Regions from separate parts of the Mus musculus genome. Here region 2 is linked to region 1. A link is a contact called in public Hi-C data. All regions are on one chromosome and are shown on one strand. The core of a region is the stretch at or near the end of the contact, and the rest is flanking DNA. Distances in the headings are between cores, read along the strand shown.

Region 1 (6,626 bases), core at 4,123-6,622:
GAGAGGTTCAGTCCCTGGAGTAATGACATTGGGAAGCGTTAGGACCTTCAAGAGATGGTCCCTAGCAGAAGGCCCTTTGGGCAACACTGTGAGGCAAGTCTTGTGGGACTCTTTGGTAGTTTTGGGGAGAAGGGTGTCAGAAAAATGAACAAGACCACTGCCTCCCCCTCTGCTTCTTAGCTCAAGATGTATTCTTTCTTCTTCTGTTCATGGTCCATGATCTGTCTTCTGCCCTCCGCTGTCCACCATTGGAAAGGGTTATTTGGAAATGACTATGCCTCCCTCTCCCTCTCTGCTTCCTGGCTCAATACATAATCATCCCTCTGCTCCTGCCCCACCATGGGCCATCGACCCCAGGCTCAGAGCCCACAGCACACCATTTGTACTCTCAGCCTCCAAAACTGCAAGATTCTTTTCCTATAAAGTTTGCCTGATTATGGATCCCAGTATGATAACAAGAGCCTGACACCATGGGATGAGATTTTGCCTAGTAGACTTGAGCTTTACCACTCATCTTCGCAGTGACACCTGAGATCTCCCCACTCTGCACTTCCTGCCCCCCTGGATGTACTAAGGAGCACCACTGAGTTGAGGTCTATTATCTTATACAAGGGTACTGAAGGCAAGAGGAGCAGACGCGTGGAGGACTAAAGGGCTGGAGGGAAGTCCAGATGCTCATTCTGTAGGTCTTGAATTGGTTCCAATAACCTTACAGCCATACTTACCAGTTGGAGGGTCATGGACATGGGCTCCTCCAGCTTTGGGGCACTCTGACCCTCAATTTCTGCCTGGGAAAGGAAGAAGAGGGAGAAGGAGAAAGAGGAGGAATAGAAGAAGAAGGAGGAGGAAGAGGAACAAGAAGAGGAGGAGGAGAAGAAGAAGGAGGAAAAGGAGGAGGAGGAGAAGGAGGAAGAGGAGGAAGAGGAGGAGGAGAAGGAGGAGGAGGAAGAGAAGAAGAAGAAGGAGGAGGAGGAGGAGGAGGAGGAGGAGGAAGAGGAGGAGGAGGAGGAGGAGGAGGAGGACAACTACAATAACGACAACACCCACCGAACTTCCTTTCTGCTCTGGGATGTACTGAACTCAGCTATGTCCCTGTGGCTCTCCAATTCCGTTTCTGCCAGAGCATATGAAAAAGCAGAGAGCTAATTATATGCTAGTAATTACCTGAAAATTATATGTTTATTGGCTTTCCACTAGCAGATACTACTATTTTTGAACTCTTCATTGTTCTGCTCAGTGACAGGAGTCACACTGTCTCTATTCCAAATGTTCCCTCCTATCTCATGATTAGCAGACTCTTCAAATGGGGCCACAGCATGGAGAACCTCCTGAGTAGGAGAGAGAGGGAGGGAGTGACTCAGTCCACACAGGAGGCACCGGAAGCCTCCCTTACCCACAGACACCTCACTCCTGTTTTATAATAAAGTGTTCATCATCCTCCTGCCTAAGAGCTGTGCATTCCTATCTCTGCCCTTGGGTTCTGGGGAGAGTGTCCAACAGGAAGGCCTCCATCCACTACCGGATATTTTTATATACCCTTCAATTATGTGCCTTGGTTAATTGTCCTTTCCACCAGCTCTTATGACATAGGGAGTCTTGCCTGTAATTATAGTGATGAAATATTTCTAGGAGCTTTTAAAAGGCTAGCCTAAACTGGGTCATAATGGGGAGATCGGGGGTCAGGGTACAAGGGTCAGTGTTGGATTCCCTGTGACGAACTGCTCTCCCAAACCTCCTGCCATGTGAAGACCCTGTCCCAAACAACCACTGCTGGGCACCTCTTCCTGCTGTTACTATTGATAGTAGTTGTGCTGGGGAGAAGGCAAGCTTGCCTTGCAACACAAGGACCCGAGTTCAACTTCTAGAACCCATGTTTTTTAAAAGGCCAACTATGGTGGCAGGTAATTGCAATTCCAGCACTGAAGAGGCAGAGACAGATAAATCCATGGGAGTCACTGTTACTGCCACTGGATAGTCTGCTTGGTGAGTTCCAGGCCAGAAAGGGACCCTGTCAGAAAAAAAAAAAAAACAACCAACCAGGGATAGCATCTGGGCAGCAGCATTCAGGGATGATCTGTGGTCTCTGCAGGTACATGCACATATGCATGCTTACACACAAGTGCACACATACATGCATATACATATACATACATGAACACATATGTGTACACACACAAACACATACATGTACACACACACACACACACACACACACACACACACACACACACACGAGGAACAGCGTCTGTGGAACACTTTATAATGAAGGCCATCAACTCCTTTTCCAAGAAGCTCCTTACTTCTGCAGGTGACCAGGCCATACTCACCTCACTGTTTCAGCACATGTCCCTACACCATCAGAAGTGTGACAGTCACACTGGCTGCAGTCCTGTTTATGGTTCCACTGGTACAGAAGGGACAGCTTACAGGGCTTGAAGCTCCTCCATGTTTTATTCACAGGAGGGCAGGACACGGTTGTGTAGAGCCCAGTCTGAACCCAGACTAGGATGTGACTATTGCTTCTTTGTAGTTCAGGTGCTCCCACCGTGGGCCCCCCCAAGCCCCAGATAGCTGAGTTAACGTCAGGATTGAAACCAGAATCCAGGTCTTTGGTTATTCTTCCCACTTATTTCCCACCACACCTGTGGTAGGAGGCCTGCTCCTTGGTGATGACTAACTTCCCATAAGAACTGTACTGGCTGCTCAGAGTCACGGGTCATGGGTCCCTGCCTGTGTAGAAATGGCTTACCTGGAAGGAGCGATGTGATCTTCCAGGTCGTGGAAAGGAATATGGGGGACACCATGCGCCCAACCTCAGGTTAACTTGACCTGGATCCTCCAAGGCCCTCAATTTTGGGCATCACCCAAATCCTAGTGAAGAAATTTCAGATTAGCCTTTTTTTATTTCTCTGAAAAGACAATGTCAGGTCTGTCCAAAGCTGAGTCCGCTCACTGTCTAGCTCTATCATGGGACACAGTGTCACCCACATTTTCTCAACCCAAGAGCTGGCTTCAGAGTTTGTTCGAGATAGGCTCCTTTGTGTCCAAGGCTGGTCTTGCACTTGCTTGTATCATCAGAGATGACCTTGAACTCCTGCTCTTTCTCTCTACTCCTGAACGCTAGGATCATAGATGTGAGCCACCACATCAGGTTTAGGTGGTGCTGGGGATGAAAGCCAAGGCTTCAAGAATGCTAGGCGAGCACTCTACCAGCTAAGCCACATCCAGAGCCTCAGTTTCAAAATGATGACTGTGCATTTGTACAATTAGGAGAGTAACATTTAAGGCCTGGGCAACTGAGTAAGGAAAACAAGAATCCCAACAGGACGGAGGGAGAATGTTCTAAAAACAGAAGGGGTCTGACAGCTGCCTCAGTGGTTAGGAGCACCAACTCCTTTTATAGAGGACCCAAGTGGAGTTCTTAGCACCTGTGTGACAGTTCACACCCACCTATGACTCCAGTTCTAGGGGATGCAGCACCTTCTTCTTCTTGCTTCTCTGGGCTCCTGCGTGCACATGGTACACATAAACTCATGCAGGCATACACATAAAAATAATAAGTAAAGCAATGCATCTTTCAAGGCAGAAGGAGGAAGGAGGAACAGATCTCAAGCCCAAAGCAGCTGATAACACACAGTACTGAGGCGAGGACAATTAGAAAAAGCTTTTCTTCTTCCATGGGGACTTGTCAGAGTTGATGCAAACATAGATGCTTACTGGAGCAATCCTAATAACATAAATGAATGACTCAGCCTGAGTGTACAGCAACAGGGAGTAGTGGGGACTGTGGCTAATTGAGAACGAGCCTAAAGGAGTTCAAACTCCCGTTTTAAAACCAGCATTGGCCAAATGGGAGGTGTTTGCAAGCTTTATTTGGTTTTAAGGCTTTAAACTAGAAATTTGGCCAATTGGATAGGTATGTGTGTGTCTGACTTAAACATTATCTACTAGAGATGGGGGCTAGGCTCAGTGGTAGAGGAGTTGCCTAGCATTGAGAGGCTCTGGATCTGACAATTGTGCATACCCATATACACACAATACATACTCATACACACTCATGTACATATACATACAACACACACACACACACATATTCAGATACACACAATACACACATACTCACACAAGATATACATATATAATATATACACATGCACACATAATACACAGACACAGTATACCCATACACACATGTATAAACACACACACACACACACACACACACACACACACACACTCTGCTGGTTAATCATAAAAATGAAGAGCCACCTAAGGGCTGGGGATGTATCTTAGCAGTAGAGCATTTCCTAACTCACTTCTCAGTGCTTCAGGTAAAGGGAAGCATACCTAAATATTCATAGGTTAATGTGGGACACAGCTACACGTCCCATCTGGTCGTCTCACCTGCTCTCTGGACATCATTCCAAATAAACAATTCTAACTTCAAGAATGGTATTGCTGTGGCTGGAGAGATGGATGGCTCAGTGTTTAAGAGCACCAGCTGCTCTTCCAGAGGACCTGGGTTCAGTGCCCCAGCACCCACATGGCAGCTCATAACCATCTGCGACTCTAGTTCCAGAGGATCCAATACTCTCCTCCGGCTTCAACCTGTCATGGTGACACAGTAGGAAGACTTCCAGGCAGGGAAGAAAATCAAAAGAGATGGCTCAGCCGGGCGTGGTGGCGCATGCCTTTAATCCCAGCACTTGGGAGGCAGAGGCAGGTGGATTTCTGAGTTCAAAGCCTGCCTGGTCTACAAAGTGAGTTCTAGGACAGCCAGAGCTTAAAAAGAGAGAGAGAGAGAGAGAGAGAGAGATGGCTCATCAGTTAGGAGTGGGTACTGCTTTTGGAGAAGATTGGCATTCAATTCCAGCACCCTGTTAAGTGGCTCACAACTGCTGGTTCCAGAGGACTTAATTCTGGCCTTCTTGACACCCGTACTCACATGCATGTAGCTACCACATTCAGACAAACACACATATAAAATATAAAAATAATAAAAATAAATAATTTTTTTAAATGGTGAGTGTAGTAGTCAGGTCTGTAATCCAAACACTTGAGAAATGGTAGAATCGAGGAGATTCAGTTAACCTTGGCTACATACTGAGTTCAGTTCATGGCCAGCCTGGGCTACACGTGACCATAAAGTGGGGTGTGTGTGGAGAAAGTCGGAGAAGAAGGAGTTAACAATGTAAACAAATAAGAATGATTGCAGAGTATGAGACAAGACAGTTCCAGGTGAGATCAAACCCCGCCTTTGAAAACTCGGGCCATCTTGAGAGTAGAGAGGTTTGCAAGGCAGATTGGTAGCACAACGTATAAAGAGGAAGCTTCACAAAGGAGCAGGGAGCTGGGACACAGAGTGAGGAACTGGCAGGGCCCCAAGTAGGACTGAGTTGTGCAATGGAGAACCCTGGGGAGGGTTTCACTTCTTGGTCCACACCCTCAAACTCTTTGAGAAAAATCGCATTTCATACGCAAGCTTTAAATGCTTTTCAGTGCTGCACAGAGCCCCCGCCCCTGCCCCCTCCTCCCGAGCCGAGCGTCTAGTTTTGGCTCCAAAGATGCTGCAGAGAGGGACAGGATGGGTGGAAAAGTGAACAGCTGCTGCTCCGGCCTAAGGAAATGAGCTTGCTCTCAAAGTGTCTCTGAGGTGGATCCAGGTGGTTTCAGAAAGTATCAGGGAAGAGCATGGGGTGCTGGAGGGCCCCCTTCGCACTGGAGGACTGTGATCCCACAGGGGAAGCCGCTGAGGAGTGGGCTGGGCCTCAGGCTTCCTAATCCTCAAAAGGAGCTGTTGGTTATAAACAGGGCAATTACCCACAGGAGGTCGATGACTCAGCTCAATGGACTGTAAAATGCTCAGAAAAATAGCTCCCCATAAATGCAAAAATATTACTAGGAGCACTTTCCCCCAAAAAAACATCTTCCATCCTCCTGGGGCACTGCCTGTAAGGGCTGGCTGGACTGATTTGCGCCCTAAGATGAAGCTCACCTGGCCTGCGGAGCAGGTGTTCTGGTCCGGCCTCAGACCCTTGGAGAAGGCAGCCACCACATTATCTCACCTCTCCCAGAGGACCAACAGTCAGAAGTCCACAGATGAAGGTTCCTGCAGCTCAGAACGAATGGTAGCCTAACCTTCTCTGAGCCTAGGATGAGTCCAAGACTTGGTGTAATCATCTTTTGGCGCTCTAGAAGCTCTAAGTAACTTAAGGCAACTTACAGGGAAGTTTACACGATGCCCCATCATCGGGGCACCGAGCAGGTGCCTGGGATCCCCCATAACTCTGGACTTACACACTGTATCCTATTTTTCCTGTGCATATACAATTAAGATAAAGTTTAATTATACATTAAATAAAAGTAACGGTAAGAAATTGGAAATAATAACTAATGATAAATTAGAATGATGAAATGGTAGACTATAATAACAGCTATTTCTAATTTATGAATTGCTTATCACATGAATTGTCCATTGATTACTTTCTAGCTATGACTGACTGTACTAAAAACATAAACACAGGTCCACGGAAAAGGGGGAGCCCCTGTACTCGGTTGGAAGTGAGAAAAGCTCTGTGGCATTCTCACGCCTTTGTTATACTTTAGATAGAGCCCAGCTAGTCCAG
Region 2 (6,642 bases), core at 1,317-3,816, 93 kb before region 1:
TTCGAGGCCAGCCTGGTCTACAGAGTGAGTTCCAGGACAGCCAGGGCTATACAGTAAAAAAAAAAAAAAAAAAAAAAAAAGAAAGAAAGAAAGAAAGAAAGAAAAAAGGAAAAGAAAAGAAAAGAGAAAAAAAGAAAAGAAAAAAATTTAAAAAGTGCTTCTTTTGCAGAGAACTTCATGGTTGTTCACAGTTATACAAAACTGCAGATCCAAGGGGTCCAAAACCCTCTTCCTTATTCAAAACAAGCTACATACCTCCAACATATAATGGCATAGAGTGGGCATTCTTTTTCTTAAAGGGAAGACTCGGAATGTTCATGGACAGGACCAGGGCAAGACTAGAATCCATCCGAGGGACACCAAATCCTACTAGGAGACAGTAAAGTGTAACCATTGGGGTGAATGTAAGCAGAGTACAATGACACAGGCATGGAAGCATCATGATGAACCCCATTATTTTAAATACTAATGGGAAAAGTCAATGATAAAATCAAGCCTGAACAAGGGGCTCTGCTGGCCAGAGTCAGTGCAGTGAGAGGAGGAGAGGGGGCGCTGCCAGGCTGCCAGGCTGCCAGGCTGCCTCCGCTCCTTGGCCATCCAGACCTTCCTCTTTACCTAGCACCTCGTGCAGCTGTAGCTAGAAGTGTGAGCAGGCAGAAGTGCTCAGGGGACAATGCTGTCGCTAGTCTGGCTCCCCAGATTTAGCCTCCTCATCCACCTTGATGGAGCTCCTGACACTTTTTAAAAAATAGATTAAATTTTTTGTTTGTTTTTGTGTTTTTCAGGACAAGATTTCTCTGTGTAGCTTTGGCTGTCCTGGAACTCACTCTGTAGATCAGGTTGGCCTTGAACTCAGAGATCTGCCTGCCTCTGGGAATAAAGGCGCGCACTACCACCGCCTGGCTTATTTGTAATTTTTAATTATGGGGTGGGGTATGCATGTATAAGTGAGATGCCCTAGGAGGCCATAAGAGAGCATTAGATCCCCCTGAAACTGGAGTTACAGGCAGTTGTGAGCTGTGTTGTATGGATGCTGAGAACAGAACTCAGGTCTTCTGCAAAAGCAGTTTGTTCTCTTAACCGCTAAGCCATCTGTCCAGCCGACCCCCCACATTTATATTTTTTTGTGTGTGTGTGACAGTTTCATGTGTCATGGGCTGACCTCTACCTCACTGTGTAGCTGAAGATGACCTGATCCTCCTTCCATCTCTGAGTCCAGGTGTGCAGCACTACTTGGGGTTTTATGCATTGCGAGATATCAAACCCAGGGCTTTGATAATGGACAGAGCTACACACCCAAACTCCCTTCTGGGACTTCCAGAGACAACAGTTCTACTTGGAGTCCTTGTTAGGAGATCATGAAAGCTCACCTCTCCTCACTGGCAGGATCATAGGCCAGAAGTTGGGTAGAGCAGGGTGGCCTGGGCTTGAAAGCACATCTCTTAAGAGGGTCTTCAGAGATGAAGGGGAAAGCTGTGTCACTGGTCACAGGGCCGTGCCATAACCAGGCATGTTGTGGGAAAACAGTAGGGAAGATTATTAAAGATGTAACAGCTGAATGACTGAGGGAGGGCATCCGAGGGGACGTCCCTCTCTGAACAATCTTTTATGTCTCCACCTTCAGCAATCTAGCTATGCCTCGTGCAGCCCCAGCCCTAGACTCAGCATGTCAGTCTGGCTCCTGCCTTGACTTCCGTTGTCTGGACCTAGGAATCCCCCTTCTGCCTAATAGTAGGGGCCACCCAGTATCCCTTTCTTCTTCTCCTTTAACATTTTTTAAAAAGTAGGTGTGTGTGTGTGTGTGTGTGTGTGTGTGTGTGTGTGTGTGTGTGAGTGTGCACCCGCGGACGGGCGGGCACATAGTACCCATCTCTTGGGGCTGGAGTGGTGAGCTGGATTCTGGGAATTGAACTCCAGTTCATCTGGAAGAGCAGTAAGTGCTCTTAACCCCTGAGCCATCTTCCCAGCGCCTCCTCCTTCCTCTCACAAATGACAATATCGTGTTGCTGTTTACAGTGCTGGCAAATGCAGCCTGAGCTGACAACATTCTCACTGCTAAATTTGGGTTCCGGGAGAAAGCTAGGAATCGACCACACGATATGCATGTTCCGAGAAAAGGCCATCTCCTCACTTCCTTCCTTCCTTCCTATGGTGCTCTCTGGTGACCTCTTTACCCGCCTATCTATCTAATACTCCCGCCCTCTTCCCTTTTGTTTTAAACATTCCTCATTAACAACTGTTCTTATTGCAATAGCCTGAGTCAAATCTCAAGCCTGGGACGCTTATTCCTTATAGTTTCTAGAGGTCCTTATAGATGTCAGTTGAATGGGGAATTTGCCTGGAGTCCCAGGTTCCAGTCCTGACTTACTTGTGTCTGGCTTCCCTTTCTAGCAAGTTCCAGTTCTGGTCTGAGAGAGTGACGAGGGGAGGTGGGGCCCAGGGAACAGCTGTACCTTTCTCACGCTGCCACTAGAGGGCGACAGCTCCGCGCAGGAGGCCACTCACTGTTGTGGCTGGCATTGGTCTCCTGCAAGCGAGCTCGCCCTGGGTGCGACGCCTTCCAGGAGCCTCCAGCTGCTCTGCACACCGCCAGCCCTGCTCTCCAGAGACCCATGAGTGGGTGGGAACAGCCTTCGGAGGCCAGCCTCCTGTCTCTGCTGCTAGCGCCGGTCGTGACAACTCCCCTTCTCTGGCCTCGCCTATCTAGGTGGAACAGACTTCGAAGGGTCCCGATTCAAGGGGAAATGGGGGTAGGGGGAGCGCAGGAGCTTCGGAACCACTAGCGTCGTATAAGTGGACCAGCCGGCAGAAAGATGGGGACCAGGGAACATGAAGGAAAGATGCTAGCCTTTGCCGGCCTGAACGGTGTGTCAGAACTGAAACTGGGGTTTTCGCGGCCCAACTCCCAGCTCTTGGGCTGGAACCGTCTGGATTGGAGGTTTCCTACTATGGAGTGGGGAGGACAACAAAACAAACAACCAGCCACTGCAAGAGAAAGGGACCCCTCTGGACAAGCAGCCCCACACCAAGTGTGCTTTCTTAAAGAACTACAGCTGGGGAGTTTATTTACTTGTGAGGAGGGTGGCATTTGCTTGAAAGTGCCTCTGTCCCCAGACACATTTTAAAAACTTAAAGCAGAGAGCTCGACTTCAGAGCCAGCTCTGGCAATTGGATTAACCTTTCGGGGAAAGGTTTCATTTTCTGTGTGTGGTTCAAATTCTTCAACACTAACATCTGTAATACCAGAAAGCAATCATTCACTTCAGCTGGCAAAAACGATACAAAAAAATGCAAAACAAATAACAAAACAGGAAAGGAACAAATGAAAATCTAAAAACCACACTCACAAATAAAACCTCAAATAACAGAAACTTAAAGCCAAACAAAAGCCAAGTACGGTGGCACATGCCTATAATCCCAACACTCTGGAGGCAGAGGCAGGTGGATCTCTGAGATTGAGGCCAGCCAGGGCTATACAGAGAAACAACAAACAAACAAACAAACAAACAGACAAAAAGACAGAAAACTAACAAAAATCTCCCCAAACCCAAATGAAACAAACAAACAAAAAAAAAAAAACCCACCTTCTTCAAGAATTGGGAACCAGGACCTGGAGAGGTGGCTCTGTAGTTAAGAGAACTGGCTGCTCTTGCAGAAGACCTGAATTAGATTCCCAGCATCCACCGGGCAACTCGCAACTCGAAATTTAAGCTCCAGGGGTTCCTATATCCTTTTCTGGCCTCACCAAGCAACTGCATGCACGTGATTCAAGGGCACAACACTCATCCACTCACATTTAAAAAAAAATGTTTTTAAGAAAGAATTGGAAGCTGGGCAGTGGTAGCACACACCTTTAATCCCAGCACTTGGCAGGTGGATCTCTGTGAGTTTGAAGCCAGCCTGGTCTACAGAATGAGTTCCAGGACAGCCAAGACTACACAGAGAATCTGTCTCAACCTTACCCCCACCCCACCCCCCCCCAAAAAAAAGACAAAGAAAAGAAAGAATAAAAACTACAGAAAATGTTCCTGGATGCCTCCTCAGAGACGTTGGTGCTGTTCTTTCTCTACAAAATGAGGATAATGGTATGAACAGGACAGGAATGTCCTGAGGACTCAGTGAACGTATGTATGCAATAGCAGACATTCCAGAAGTGTTAGCTAATTTTATATGGCAAGAACCCAGCCCCAAACTGTACAGATTGGCCACTTATGCAACTTTCCAGTCAACCGTTCTTCCAAAATGGTATTTTTACTGATTGCACGATATTTCATTCCATTTTAGTACAATTTATTTAAGTTACCCCTGCTGTGGAGCCTTTAAATTGTTTCCAGTTTTTGCTGTTAAAATAACAGCGAGATTAACATCTTTAAACATCTACCCTTGTCAGCATTTCTGATTATTTCCTTAGGCAGATTTTTTTTTAGAGGTAGGATTACTGGGACAAAGGGCACAAATATTTTTCAGGCTTTTGAGTCAGGTTACAGAATTGCTTCCCAGAGAGATCTTGTCAATTCCCCCTCCCACCTGCAGTGTGAGAGAGTGCCCTCCACACAGCACACAAAGAAGGGATCTCTTGGGGAGGGGTGGGATCTGAGGACGCCGCTGGACTGAGGGGGGACTCTTCCGAGAGTGTGCATTTTAGGAGAGAGGGGTCCTGTGGTAAGAATAAAGGAGACTGAAAGGATTTATGGAGTGTGATGAGGTTCTTGTTTGTTTTGATAGATTTAAAATGTTTTAATATGTATGTATATGTGTGTATGTGCGTCTGCGTGAGTTTCTGTGCACTACCTGCTCGCAGGAGCCGTGCAGGCCAAGAGAGGGTGTCTGATCCTTTGGAACTGGAGTTATAGGCAACTGCAAGACATCATGTGGGTCCTGAGCACTGGACTTAGGTCCTCAGCATGATCAGTGCTCATAACCAGCAAGACATCTCTCCAGCCCCAAGGTACAAGAGAGAACTTTCTTTCTCTGTCTTTGTGTGCTCGCTTTGTGTGTGTGTATGTGTTGTTGTTGTTGTTGTTGTTGTTGTTGAGACGGTGTCTCACTCTGCCACTCCGGCTGGCCTGGAAGCCACAGAGACCCACCTGTCTCTAGAGTGCTGGGATTAAATGACCGCATCACCCACCACACCTGGTAGGAGTATGATGGTTTTAACTGTTGGCTTGACACAAGCTAGAATTATACAGGAAAGGAGTCAGTGAGGGACTGTCTAGATTAGCTTAGCCTATGGGCGTGTCTATAGAGTGGTGGTTCTCAGCCTTGGGTGACAACCCCTTGGCAAACCTCTATCTCCAAAAATATTTACATTATAATTCATTACAGTAGCAAAATTACAGTTGTGAAGTATCAATAAAAATAATTTTATGGTTGGGGGGGGTCACCATACAATGAGGAATTGTTTCGAAGGATTACAGCATTAGGAAGGTTGAGCACCATTGCTGTAACAGGGGATTGAGTTTGACTGCCTTCTGTGAGTGGGGGGATTCAGCCTGTCAGGGGGAGCCAGGACTCCCCTCCCCCTTCCCCTCCCCCCCGCCCCCTTTTTGGGCTCGGGATGTTTAGAAATGTTAGGTTTAGGATGTTAGGTGCCGTGCACTAAGCACCTTCATTGTGCCTTCACTGCTGTGAGGATGTGATGTGAATAGATGTCCCGAGTTCCTGCATCGTTTCCGTGGGGCTGCACCCTGGGCTTGTGAGCTGAAGCAAGCCCATTCCCTCTAAGCTGCTTTTTGTCAGGTATTTATCACAACAACAGAACTGAACCAGACACTCGTTTACTTTGGCTTTAAGGAGGAGATTCCATATTCTGAGGCTGCTGGAGAGAGGTATGCTTAGGTGTGGTTTATAGTCAGTATAAGTTAGAAGGTAGTGCTCAAGTGCTGGTCCCTCTGATAGCAAGAGTCCATTCAGGCTGATAACCTTCAGACTTGGAGTTTGCATTCTGCAAGGTGAGAGACAAGCTTTTTCTTCAGTATGCAAGCACCTAAGGCATATATGAACGTCAACCAACTCTTTCAAAGCATGTGATAAGCCATCAGAAATACTGGGGGTGGGACAGTTCATTGTAGTGACAAGGCTGTGTACTTCTATAGATGGACCACACTTGCCAAGCCAGCGCTACCTGGTTTACATAAGTTGTTCTGAAAGGTAAGAGCAGCCAGATCTTTACTGAAGCCAATGCATACCATTCGGAAACTATTCAAGCAAGGCAATGAAAAACATACTTGCTGCTCAGGTTTATCTCAGGAACTCCATACTGCCTTCACATTGGAAGGTTGTGTGATTACCTCAAATGACAAGAACCAGCAGCTGATAAAGTTATGATTTGAAAGCATCTTAGTGAACTAGGAGAGGCATCCTGACTCAAAGGTCACAGAGACAAATGTGACACATAATACAGAAAATGTGGATTCTCCCTAAGTGTTAGAACAAAATGAGGAGGACTGGCGAGATGGCTCAGTGGGTAACAACACTGACTGCTCTTCTGAAGGTCCTGAGTTCAAGTCCCAGCAACCACATGGCGGCTCACAACCATCCGTAATGAGATCTGACGCCTAATAATAAATAAATCTTTGGACTGGAGCAAACAGGGACTGGGGAAACAGTGCTGACCTGAGCAAGCGGGCAGACCGGAGTGAG

Evidence for each region. A called contact is a pair of places that touch in the nucleus more often than the background predicts.
Region 2: a Hi-C map of uterus shows a contact between it and region 1, with 4 times the contacts expected there. The contact joins two enhancer-like sites. A contact is called at or near these places in 4 of 39 promoter capture datasets (the C10 cell line, the HPC-7 cell line, cranial neural crest and 1 more), 10 of 484 Hi-C or Micro-C datasets (CD4 T cells, bone marrow-derived macrophages, cerebellar granule neurons and 5 more), 4 of 115 datasets of contacts at active chromatin or transcription factors (bone marrow-derived dendritic cells, fibro-adipogenic progenitors, intestinal villus epithelium and 1 more) and 1 of 9 other capture datasets (embryonic stem cells).

Annotation. Positions count from the first base shown.
Region 1 is chr9:63,030,352-63,036,977 of GRCm38.p6, reverse strand. It overlaps Gm39354 (a long non-coding RNA gene), which reads right to left. Exons shown (of 3, transcript XR_870835.2): 2 at 3,451-3,506; 3 at 2,161-2,871. Among named protein-coding and RNA genes, the nearest start is that of Gm39354, 5.3 kb to the right of the region's middle. Within about 2 kb of position 5,372, at least 103 of the 459 cell types and tissues checked have an H3K27ac peak or open chromatin away from gene starts, as enhancers often do. A contact at or near this core is called in bone marrow-derived dendritic cells, bone marrow-derived macrophages, fibro-adipogenic progenitors and 2 more, where this site is marked.
Region 2 is chr9:63,120,160-63,126,801 of GRCm38.p6, reverse strand. No RefSeq gene overlaps it. Among named protein-coding and RNA genes, the nearest start is that of Gm25064, 9.8 kb to the left of the region's middle. Within about 2 kb of position 2,566, at least 216 of the 459 cell types and tissues checked have an H3K27ac peak or open chromatin away from gene starts, as enhancers often do. A contact at or near this core is called in bone marrow-derived dendritic cells, bone marrow-derived macrophages, fibro-adipogenic progenitors and 2 more, where this site is marked.